Linked DNA regions of Oryctolagus cuniculus: region 2 is linked to region 1. The links are chromatin contacts, called in public Micro-C maps. All regions are on one chromosome and are shown on one strand. Each heading gives the region's core, a stretch centred on a gene start, on an enhancer-like site or on the middle of the called end of the contact. The rest is flanking DNA. Distances are from core to core; before and after follow the strand shown.

Evidence for each region. A called contact is a pair of places that touch in the nucleus more often than the background predicts.
Region 2: a contact with region 1 is called in a Micro-C map of ear pinna, with 8 times the contacts expected there. The contact joins the promoter of MYCBP2 here to the enhancer-like site in region 1. A contact is called at or near these places in 4 of 6 Hi-C or Micro-C datasets (ear pinna, liver, psoas muscle and 1 more).

The regions. Positions count from the first base shown.
Region 1 is chr9:34,931,536-34,937,197 of mOryCun1.1, reverse strand. All of the region lies in intron 2 of LOC138843768 (a long non-coding RNA gene), which reads left to right. Among named protein-coding and RNA genes, the nearest start is that of SCEL, 71 kb to the right of the region's middle. Within about 2 kb of position 2,812, at least 7 of the 8 cell types and tissues checked have an H3K27ac peak or open chromatin away from gene starts, as enhancers often do. A contact at or near this core is called in ear pinna, where this site is marked.
Region 2 is chr9:35,119,448-35,125,109 of mOryCun1.1, reverse strand. It overlaps MYCBP2 (MYC binding protein 2), which reads right to left and starts at 3,127. Exons shown (of 83, transcript XM_070048701.1): 1 at 2,475-3,127. The coding sequence starts at 2,776. It overlaps LOC127492114 (a long non-coding RNA gene), which reads left to right and starts at 3,119. Exons shown (of 5, transcript XR_011378745.1): 1 at 3,119-3,298.

The sequences.
Region 1 (5,662 bases), core at 1,563-4,062:
TATTATGGGCTTCTGGTGAAGTGTACATTAAAAGTAATTAGAATAAACAAACTTCACAAATGCTATAATAAGGAAGAGTTTTGAAAAGAATAGCAGAGACTAGAGAGAATAAGTGGAAACATAGCTACAAACCAGATAAAAGATCAAAGGGGCCAACTTCTTAAGACATCCAACTTTACAAAGCTATTACCATGGGAGCTATACGGACCATTCAAATGGCATTTGAATTGGAAGATGGAAGAGCCAGGAAGGGCTCAGAGTAGAACTACAAGTGGCCTGTACTTTGGCATATTTGGTTTTGAAAAGCCTACCTATAGTAAATAAACTAAGCTTAATGTCTTGCCATCTAGTACCTTCTTTCTCCCTTTCTTCTGATAAGGAGAACCTCCAATGGGAGAAGACGTTGTGCAGGCCTGAACCAGTGAATGTATCCTTTTGAAGAAAATCAGTTAACATAGCCTAGCAGCATTCAAGAATCCCAAGGTTGACTATCATAGGCCAGAAAGCCAAACAGCTGGAAGACTTGGTGGCAATGGCCTGTATCAATACAAACACCTGGGAACAAGTGGATAACCATATGCAGAAGTTCTAGATCTTGCCACTGGGTAGCAGATTGAATTGCATTAGAAGCACTGTGCCCAGGAAAGCACATTGGGAGAACCCAATCCCTTGCTTGACTTCTACATCACAATTTCATTCATTCATCCAACATTTACTGAATTACAGATGGACAAGATCATTGTGAGAAATTGAGGAATGTGTAAGAAATAGCCATGCTTTTAGGAGTATAAAATAATTATAATAGAAAATGGTCAGAGCCATTTGAAAGGTAGAACTAAGAACTATGAAGGTGTATACCTGTCTTCTGGTAACACCAGGGATGTACCATAGAGGAAATCACTAGAATCTATTCTACTATACTTTTAAAAAAATTTATTTGAGAAGTAGAGAAAGAGAGAGTGTGCATGCGAGAGCTAACATGAGCCCATGCTCCCATCTGCTGTTTCACATCCCAAATATATGATTTGGGAACTCAATCTAGGTCTTTCATGTGAGTGACAAGGATCTAACTACTTGATCTGTCACCTACTGCCTCCCATAGTTTGCATTACCAGGTATTTGCAATTGAGAGTGAAGCCAGAACTTGAACCCAAGCACTCTGATATGGGATACGGGCATATCGTGCAACATTTTAACCACTATGTCAAAGGCCCACCTCCTGCTGTATATTTTAATTGGATCTCAAACTGACAGGCACCCTGGGATCTGAGAATTCTACCTATTATATGGTGACATTATTTTATAACTTGTCCTAAATATTGTAGGTTATGTTCTTTGCCTGCAGGAGAATCAGGCATACAAAATCACTTTGATGCTCAGAAACTTTGTAGCTCATGAAGGCCTCTTTAAGAATTTTAGAGATTGCTAATTTGGATTCCCCTGTCTCCTGCAATATCTAAAATCAAGTGAGGGATCTTCAAAGAGTTCATGGAAAGTACTTACTGTGAAAAAATTATGCATGGATTTAAATATCGTTTACACCAAAGTATTCTAATTCCATTTTCCATGAACTTTTTGAGATTTCTGTGTATTTTAAGCTTGCTGGATTCTATTGCTTCCAAAATTCTTTTATGGAAGGGAAAAGAAAATTAATCCAAGGTAACATGTGTTCTTAGAGAAGAGTTTAGACTAAAATGTGGTCAGAAAACTCATTATAGGATGCCTTACTTTAGACCATATGGTTAATTTTTCTATGTACTCATGTGAAGAGTGTATTTATTTACTAAACTCTATGTGAGAGTGAAATTGGAAAAGACCGTGGTCTTCCAGTTCACAAATCTGATCAATTTTAACCTGTATGCCTGCCTACTTCAAGAGTGTGTTCTGTAAATTAATTGTAGCTATGTTTTCAATGTATAGATGTAAGTATCAAACTTATTTGCATTGATTGTTGGCAAGTTAGGATTATTTGTCTGTCTCTGATGGATCAAGGACACGGTTATTTCTCTTTTCATTAAAGCTCAAAGTATCTAAGAGTCTTTTCCTTCAGGGAGCCAAAGTGCCATCCCCAGAATACACAACATCTCAGAGCTCTGCTTCAGGAAATCAGGATGTATTGGCCTTGACTTCTGCCTATTCATTGCATGCATGCCTAGAATCCCAATGATTCTTTAATTGCTTTTATCATTTGCAAACTCTATCTGTAATCATATTTCCATGATCAATTCATGAAATCAGTAGCTGATTAAAAGATAGTTCTTGGTGCACTATCATGGGATACAGAGTTTTCTAGTTAAACTGGCTTAAGTGCAAATTTGGGGTTGGAAATAATGAAAATATTATATGCTGAGACCCTTAAAATGCTTTTTAGCTTTAATATGTAAGGTTCTGCATAGGGCTTAGAATTAACTCTTCGTCATGTTCCTCCTACCCTCAACACAATCCTGTGTTGTTGTTTTTAATCAGAGCCCAGTGTTTCAGTGTCTGTCACCGTCTTATCTGCATTTTCACAAGCATTTTAGCAGTCATGTGAGTCATTTCTTCCTCACCTCCCACAAGTAGCGTGGGTTAAATGGAGTTGTGGGATTGGAAAAAAAAAAAAAGAGTAAGAACACTTCACAATCTGAAAAGACAGCACTTAGATGAAAAACACACATGCGCAGACAGGCAGCAGCCTCCCAACGCCTCAGCCTCAGAAATTTCCGTGAAGTCCCAGGCCAGTGATTTGTGTTTTGTTGTGTTGTGGTTGCCCAGCCTCCTCGGTCTTTCTCGCTGTTTCGTAGGCGGGGTTAAATCACCGAGTGGATTGGGGGACTGACCTCATTACATCATAAGTGCTGAATCACTGTCCTACTACTGCCTTCTCCAAGGCACGGGACCCAAGCGTGTGCCCGTGAAAACCCTCTCAGGCTTGTGGAACATTTTTTCTGCTGTTTCCTATTAATGTTACATTCATGTGATCAAGAAGGTATTTCCTTCTCCTCTCTCCCCTGCCCTCTTCTTTTATTTTCTAAGCAATCAAATGTTTTTTAAATCCTGCAAAACGGCTTTCATTTTAAGGTTCTGATTGAAGGACGCCTTTCCCACAGCCCCAGTGGCTTGACTGCCCTCTAGCGGCTTTTGGTAACACATGCTGACAAAGAAAATATCTTTTTGTTTCTTGACCGGGTTGTGTTTCAAATAAAAACCTGCGTGCCTAGCGTGCCTAGCGTGCCTAGCGGTCCTTCTTTAAGAATGTGATACGTTTGCGTTTGAAAAGAACAAAAGGACAATGATGGATTTAAATCTCTATTTTGCATCATTGTTGCTGCAGCTAGAGAATCCCTTGAACTTCTGAAGTGTTAAGTAAATTAACCCCTGTCTGTGCAGCCTCCCTCAGTGAATGCCACAGTTTAAGAAGATTCATTCTTTGAAAATCGAATTGCTTTTGTCTGCACCACTCAGTTTCGGGAAAACTACTTCTTGCATCCTATCCAACCTCTAACATGGTGTCTCCTGCCATTCCAATTATCAGCCAAGAGACTTATTCATAATCACCAGCCTGCAATACTTTAAATAGGTGGTTGTTAAGCCAACTCTTTTTATTCAAAATACAACAAAAGCCAAAATTGCATGTTGAATTTTGTCCAGATGCTATCTTCTTTTAGCACATGCCCGCTGATGCACAACAGTGGTTCATTTTCTTATCATATGACAGAAGCACGTTTTCACTTCATGACTCTAACTGGCAATCGATGACAGAGTCTACAATTTACCTATCAGCTCACTTGTTTACAGAACCATCAGGCAGGGCATTTTCAGAATTAACACAATTTCTAAATCAATATGCATAACCACGGCCAAGCTGTGCTGTTCCTCAGATACCTTTCATTGTCTAGTTCAGTTCCAACAAGGGCTGTTTTGATGGTTACATTTTTCACCAAGGATAATAAAGACCACTGTAAATCAATTTGTTGATGTGAATATCACTACTAATACTCCTGTAAGGCCTTAAAAGCCTTTTGTCTAATTTTTTTCATACCCTTGTGCACCAGATGGACGAACTCAATCTCAAACAGAATAAAATCAGATTCCTTTGAGAACAGATTTCTATTGTCTCAAGCATTCATTAGTCCAGTAATTATGGCCTTTCTGAAAAGCTAGTTTAAAGGTTTTTCTGTTCTGTGATGTTTTTCTAGAGTTTCTATGTCCTTGATTTTGCACTGCAGAAGTTTCAAGGAACGTCTGTGCTGTCCTTGGTCTGAATCTTTGTCCAAAATGTACCTGTGGAGTGGGTAATTGCTATTAGAAAACCCAGAAATAAACAGTTGTCTCCCTGTGGCTTAATGGTTCTTTTGCCAGTTCCCAGTAGGCTCCCTCTCCTGTTTCTCACTGTGGCTTTTCCAAGTCTCCCCAGTCTCCCTAAGCAGATGAACTTGGCTCTTACCTGACAGATCAGAGAGACTCTCCACAATAACTCCTTCCTCCTATTTAATAAAGTACCAGCCTTGTCAATCTCACCCTTATCTCCTTTTTTTTCCAAGGCCAGTTGCTCTTCTTCACTCCCATTTCCTCACAGGTCCTCCTTCATCCTTGTCTCTTCTCTCACACCTTGCTTTAGTCTCCCACTGGTCACTGCCTCAATCCCTTCAGCCTCTGAACACCACAGAATCTCTTCTATATGACTGATGTAAGATCTATGAGAGTTAAAATAATGCCACCAGCTCCATACTGAATGCAGAGGCCACAGGTGATTCACAGGACAGAGGCTGCCATGTTTAGGGTTATGTGACTCTGCCACCCTTGCCTCAGTGGATTGGATTATGGTTAGGTTTTAGCCAAAGGCAGCAGATGTAATGGCCACAGCCAAAGGCAGTTCAAATATAAGAGCCAAAATTGCAGGATGGCTGAGTTCAGTTTGGGTGTCTGTTTGCAAGCAATAGAAAATGATCCTGGCAAATTTAACCTCCATAGGAAATTCATTGGAGAGATATATGTGGCTGACATATTGACAGGAGCCTCTAACACTTGCCTTAGAAAAGAGGCAGGAACCAAAGTGTTTTCAGGGACACAGGAAAGTTATACCAGGCAAGCAATTTTTTTTAGCTTGCTAATTCTACTGCTGTTCCTTCAATGGTGCACAGTCTGTAGCTGTTTCCACAGTTGTCTGATTGACTGAGGCTGAGGGACATGCTTGTTTCATAGCCATGCTATGCAGGAAGGGAGAGCATTGACTTACTGGCTTCCAAATGCAACTGGACTCTGTCTCTACTTTTATGCATAGTAGAAATTTGCTCCAAAAGGAGATGGATGTTAATAGGAGCTAGATGTTAAACAGCCCCAACCACTGTCTTAGTCTGTTTTGTATTTAACAAAATACTGAGTAACTCACAGAAAGATTTATTTGATTCATGATTCTGGTGGCTGGTGGGTCCAAACAGTGAAGGCTGGCATCCTGGTGAGGTCCCCCTGGCTGTGTCACAATGTGGTAGAAAGGTAGAAAGTGTAACTGGCCATGTGCAGAAGGGGCACATGTGTTTACAAGGAATCTAAAACCTAGGAACCCTGTGTGTGTGGGTGGGTGGAGATAAACCACTCCTACCAGACCTGACCAACTCCCATGAGAAATCATTAATCCACTCCTGAGGGTGGAGCCCCTGTGACCCAGTTACCTTCCACTAGT
Region 2 (5,662 bases), core at 1,878-4,377, 190 kb before region 1:
CTCATTTTCTTTATATTAAAGGAAAACCAGCCCCTAACTTTTCTCAGTGGCTAATGTCTCCACCTGTCCTTTGACTTTTCCCTACCAAACACCGCCTCCTCACTCCTTTACTCTCTTGGTTTGTAATTACACTCCCACATTTGTGTAACCCACCTACCCTCCCATACTTGATACTCTTTCTTCAAATCTGAAGCCCCCCAAGTGACCCTAACCCCTTTCCATTCACTCTTCATCACATTCCTCTTCTATGACCACTTCCTCAGAAGTTCTCAGTGACCTGAAAACTCTTCTCACTTTCTTCTCTTCTTAATTTTCTGACCTCTTGTTTCATTTTCCTTCATTGTTGCTTTTCTCTCACATTTTTAAAACATGATGCTCACCAGTTTCATTCTCTATTCTTGCTCCATTCTGTCTGAATGATCTCAACTTCTCTAATGTTGTCCACCAGCACCCTTAAACATTCACATCGTAAATCCCAGATGTACTTTCCCCATCATTTTTAACAAGATACGTGACTGCACTCTTAATCAAATCCTCAAAAATGAGGATCTGCAGGCTAAATATTAGAAAACAAAATGAACTGTAATAAACAATGTTATGAACAAGCAGCAGCAAGCAAAATCATGCAACATAAGGCTGGTTTCCTTGGGTATTTCTGGAAAAACTTGAACTACTTCTTTATACGTTGTCATTGACAGTTTGTACAAAATGGACCAAAGACTAAAATCATTCATAAGTTTTGGGTATATGATTAATGTACATTAGTTCTGCTTAAAAGTGTGAATACAGTTCTACAGATATAAAATCGTATTATTATACAAGTATAGTAGTTGAAAGTTAAAAAAGGAATAAGTAGTCACAAATTATTGCATAAGTCTGGGAACCACACACAAAAGAAATTTAAAGTCCCTGAGGAGGCCTGCACAAATACAGCTACAGAGCCATAATTCAGAGACTCATAGCTCAAAATCACACCCAATTATCAGGAAAAAGCTGTATAATGTGGCTCTGTGCTATTTTCAAAAACACTAGCATGAAACAAACTTGTGCCACAGGGCCTTCATGTTAAAGAGCAAAGGGCGTTGTTTATATACGTTTCTGTCCATATGACAGAGCCACTCACATGCCTAATCCAGTAGACAATCACAGAACTGCCAAGACTGGTTTACCCAGAAAAAGTGTGAACAAACCTCCATCTTTACAACTCTCCTCAGTGAATAAGTCACAAGACATAGTGACAGACTACGAATATCCGATTTACAGCCTAGCCCCTTGCATAACAGAAGAACAGGACACCTGGTTACTGCCTAATAACCTGCACATTCAATAAACACAGTAAACCCTTCAACTCATTCGACAAAATTCTACTATGCTCTCCTCACGCAGTGCAAGAAGCTCCGTGAGAAGGGCTGAAGCCAACTCCCCAGAACCACCATCAAAGCTGGTGAAGCAAGTCAGTCACCATCCCTCAGGGTCTGTGGCATGTTAAGGCAAGGAGAAGAAAACAATAGCAGAGCCCTCAGCAAAAAAGGCACCCACGTTTTGAGAAAAAGAAAACGAAAGTGATTTAACATCCACATCAAGGAAACTGAAGGTGCAGCCAGCCCAAATGGAAGAGATCCAGGAGCTTCTCAAAATTTCGAGCCGGTGGCAGCTGAACACTACACCAGCCGTCATATTTTGAAGTTCTCCGGTGCTCCCTGTTTCCCTACAAAATCCCCTGCCCTCTGAAGCCTGCAAGTAATAGAGGAAACAGAACAGAAGATGAAGAGAAATGGCCGATGGGACAGCAGAACACAGGAGCAGCTGCGACCACATTTCCAGAAGACCCAAAGGCCCAGAGAGCAGATCTAAAACCCTCCGTCAGGCTCCCTTCGCACCCACAGAAATCTCCATTTGCATCTCTTATTCATAAATCTTTGAAAAGGAAACCTCGTGCCTAGCCTCCTGCCTGATTATCACGAATTCATTCTGCAAAAAAGACGTTCTTCTTCATCTATATCAGTGTCCTCCTTAATGAATGGCAGATATCTTTAAAGGGGGGGCGGAGGTCTGGCTAGAAAAGGGAGGGAGCAATGGCATGCGGGGGGGGGGGGTGCGGCGTGCAAATAACATTGCGGCAGAGACACTGCGAACGCCACTTCCTTCACCACTTCTCTTCGGGTATTACCCTAGTGTCCTCGACCATGCCTCCTCCTTCCTCAACAATACACACACGTGTCAGGACCGACCCAGCACCATCATCGTGTCCAGTATCACACGCGACTGCCGCCCTCAATAACCCCCCACATGGGCAGACACACACTCGAGAGCAGAAACTGCAGCCACCGCACCCTCCCGAGATCCTGGGAAACGTTTCTGGGGCCTCGCATCAATGAAAGCTCGAGAAACGCAGACGTGAACACACACACACACACACACATACAGGCGCACACGAGGCGCGCGGCGCAAGGACGGCACCCTTGGAGACTCACCTGGAGGCCGGGTGTCCGGAGCTGCTGCCCCCCTGGTCCCTGTCACTGAGCGCGGCGGTGTAAATCCTCCGGTAGCGGTCGGCCAGGGCGCGACCTGACAGCAGCAGCTGGTACTGACCCCGGGTGTCCGCGGCGGGCAGCCCCAGCCCCAGCCCCGCGGCAGCCACGGAGCCATCGGGAACCGGCATGAACAGCGCTCCCGGTGCCGGGGAGGAAGAGAAGGTGGCGGCTGCGAAGAATCCGTCCCCTCCGGGCCCCGAGGAGGCGGCGGCGGGGGAAGCAGTCGCTGCGCACATCATCATCTTCGCCGCCGCCGCCGCCTCGTCCCCGCGGGCCGGGCGGGCAGACACGCGCGCGCACACACACAGCCCTTTTCCAACGACGTCGGCTCCGGTGGCGGCCTCTGGCTCCCACAGCGGGGAGACTACAAAGACAGCGACCTTCTCCTCCTTCTCCTTCTCCTCCTCCTCCCCCCCGCGCCGCCCTCGCCGCTACTGGGGCCGCTCATCTAACCCCGCCACCCGGGGAGTGTGAGGAGGAGGCGGTGCCGCCGCTGCCGCCGCCACCACCGCTGCCACCGCCGGGGCTACCCGCAGTGGGAAGCTGCCGGCCGCACTGAGCATGCGCCACGCTTCGCACATGCTCAGTAACTCGGCCTCCCCCCCACCCTCCTCAGCCACCACTCCCTCCGCCCCCAGGGCTTTGGGTGTGGGGCGACTGGGTGGTGCGGTTTGTGAAAGAAATCCACTTCTCCAGGATTTCCTAGCAGCTTAAGGAAGAGTGAGGACAGTGTTGGGCAAGGCTGCCTGCTACCGGCGTTTCAGGTAATGGGTTCCCTCCAGGTGGGAGACTTAGAACCTGAGAGAGAGGCCTGGAGCCCCGCGCCGGAGCGCGCAGCACTGCCACCTGCCCCCCAGCTCTGTGCTGCCAGCGCCAAGGTTTATTGTGAGCAGGACTGGTTAATTCAGAATTGGGGACGGCCTGCAGCGCCTGCACTCCATCCATAGGGACGCAGGTTCGAGTCCTGGCTGCTCCATTTCTGATCCAGCTCCCCGCTAATGCGCCTGGGAAAGTACCAGAGGACGGCCCAAGTGCTTGGGCCTCTGCACCAGGTGAGACCCGGAAGAAGCTCCTGGCTTCTCGCCATTGCGGCCATATGGGGAGTGAACCAGCGAGTGGAAGGTCTTTCTGTCTCTCCTCCTCTTTCTCTTCTCCTTTTTCTCTGTAATTCTTTCAAATAAATAAATCTTTTTAGGAAAGAAAAAAAAAAAAACAGAATTAGTCGGTAGGCTAGTATTCACAAATCAGTCATTCATGCGCAGGACATCACAGCTGAATCTTGATGCAAGAATGTTTTCTTGTGTGTTGTGTTGACTCCTCAGGCACACTAAGGGTACACTATGTTCTCTTGACGGTGGTCCCTTAACAGCTTATCTTTTTCGGCCAAGACTCCTGTTATTAAAGATGTCTTAAATATAACCTGAAACTATGATTGTGACTAAGATTGTATAACATCTGATTATGTCAGATCTACCAAAGATCGCACCTTTGTTATGTCTAAAAAGTGACATGGGCTGAATCCTCTGTTCGGAGCTAATCTGCTAACCTCATTGCATGCTCTGGAAATAAATGCACCAGTGCACCCTGATTCCTGTTAAGTTTTATCCTTTTGACTCCAAACCCTAATTTACAGTCATTTCTAAGTCTTATAAGCCCAGTACTACATCCTTCAACTATTCAATTACGCACTAGTTCTCATCTCTGTGCCTGTTCTTTGAATGTCTTCTCTTTAAAAATGACAAAAAGTCCTGCTTATTGTTTAATAAATACAGTGGGTGCAGAAGTTAATTAATTCTTGCTTTGCAGAGGAAGGGTGCTGGCAGTAGTATTGTTTAGCTATTGTTTAAATAATAGATGGCTAACACTTAGAGCTTTTTATTTTTTATTTTTAAAAGATTTATTTATTTTTTATTTGAAAGGCAGAGTTACAAAGAGGAGAAACACACACATACAAAGAGAGAGAGAGACTTTCCATCCACTGGTTCACTCCCCAAATGGTCACAATAGCCAGGGTTGAGCCAGGCCTAAACCAAGAGCCAGGAACCCCAACTGCATCTTCCACATGGGTGTCAGGGGCCCAGGCACCTGGGCCATCTTCCGATGTTCTCCCAGGCACATTCGCAGGGAGCTGAATTAGAAGTGAAACAGTGGGGACTTGGTGCTTATATGGGATGCCAGGTGTTCCACACAGCATCTCATCAGCTGCAGTACAATGTGGCCCCTGGATTTTGTTTTTTTAGCTAAGAATGTGAAAATGAAAACATGGGAACTAAGGGCAGACATGTGGAATCACAGTATTTTAGCATTGTGCTAGCCCTGTTCAATCAGTTTGACACTTGCTTTGCTGTCTCAACTCTTACGAGTTCCTTCAGTGATTCTCATTCATTTTTGTGTCTCCCTCAGTTCCTAATCTAGCACTTTACACATCATATATCCAATAATTATTTGCTAGGCTCAGTGTCTGGGCTGGTGCTTCAGCTGGTACACACCTCAGTGTTGAGCAGGAACTTCCTCTTCCCCTGGTGAGAGCCAAGACACTGGAGGCAGCTAAATTCTAAGAGTGATATTAAAGGCCCAACAGGTGGATGGTTTAAGGGTGCATTACTGCTGCAAGACCCAGCAGGATAGCTGTAGGGCTTTGAAGTCAGACATCCTCAGTCTGGATTCTGCCTCTGCTACTTCATACTTTTATATCTGTGAGTAAGTTTCCTTCTCAGAATAGTGGTCAGGATAATTCCTACCACAGGAGATTGTAGGGAGCATCTAGGATGTCTGCCTTAGTACATAGCTTTTCCCAAGTGGTAACACACACTGAGCAAAACACACGACTGTGCTTGATGGTGGTGAGACTGTTGTCTGTATCTTCACCCACTGCATTCCCAGCTCCTAGCACAAGAGCTATTCCCAGGCAGGAGGAAAAGAATGTGTGCACATGGCGTGCACAGAGAAACATTCCCAGCGCAGGCTTGGTTGGTGACATGCGGTCATTGCCCCGTTTAGAGCATGTACACTTCCCAGAAGGAGCGGTGGCTCTGGTGTCAGGGTGCCTCCCACTCCTTCTTTAATTTCAGTCCTTACTGTACTCTTTACTCCTAGATGGGCCCCTTCCTGAGCCTCCCGGGTACACA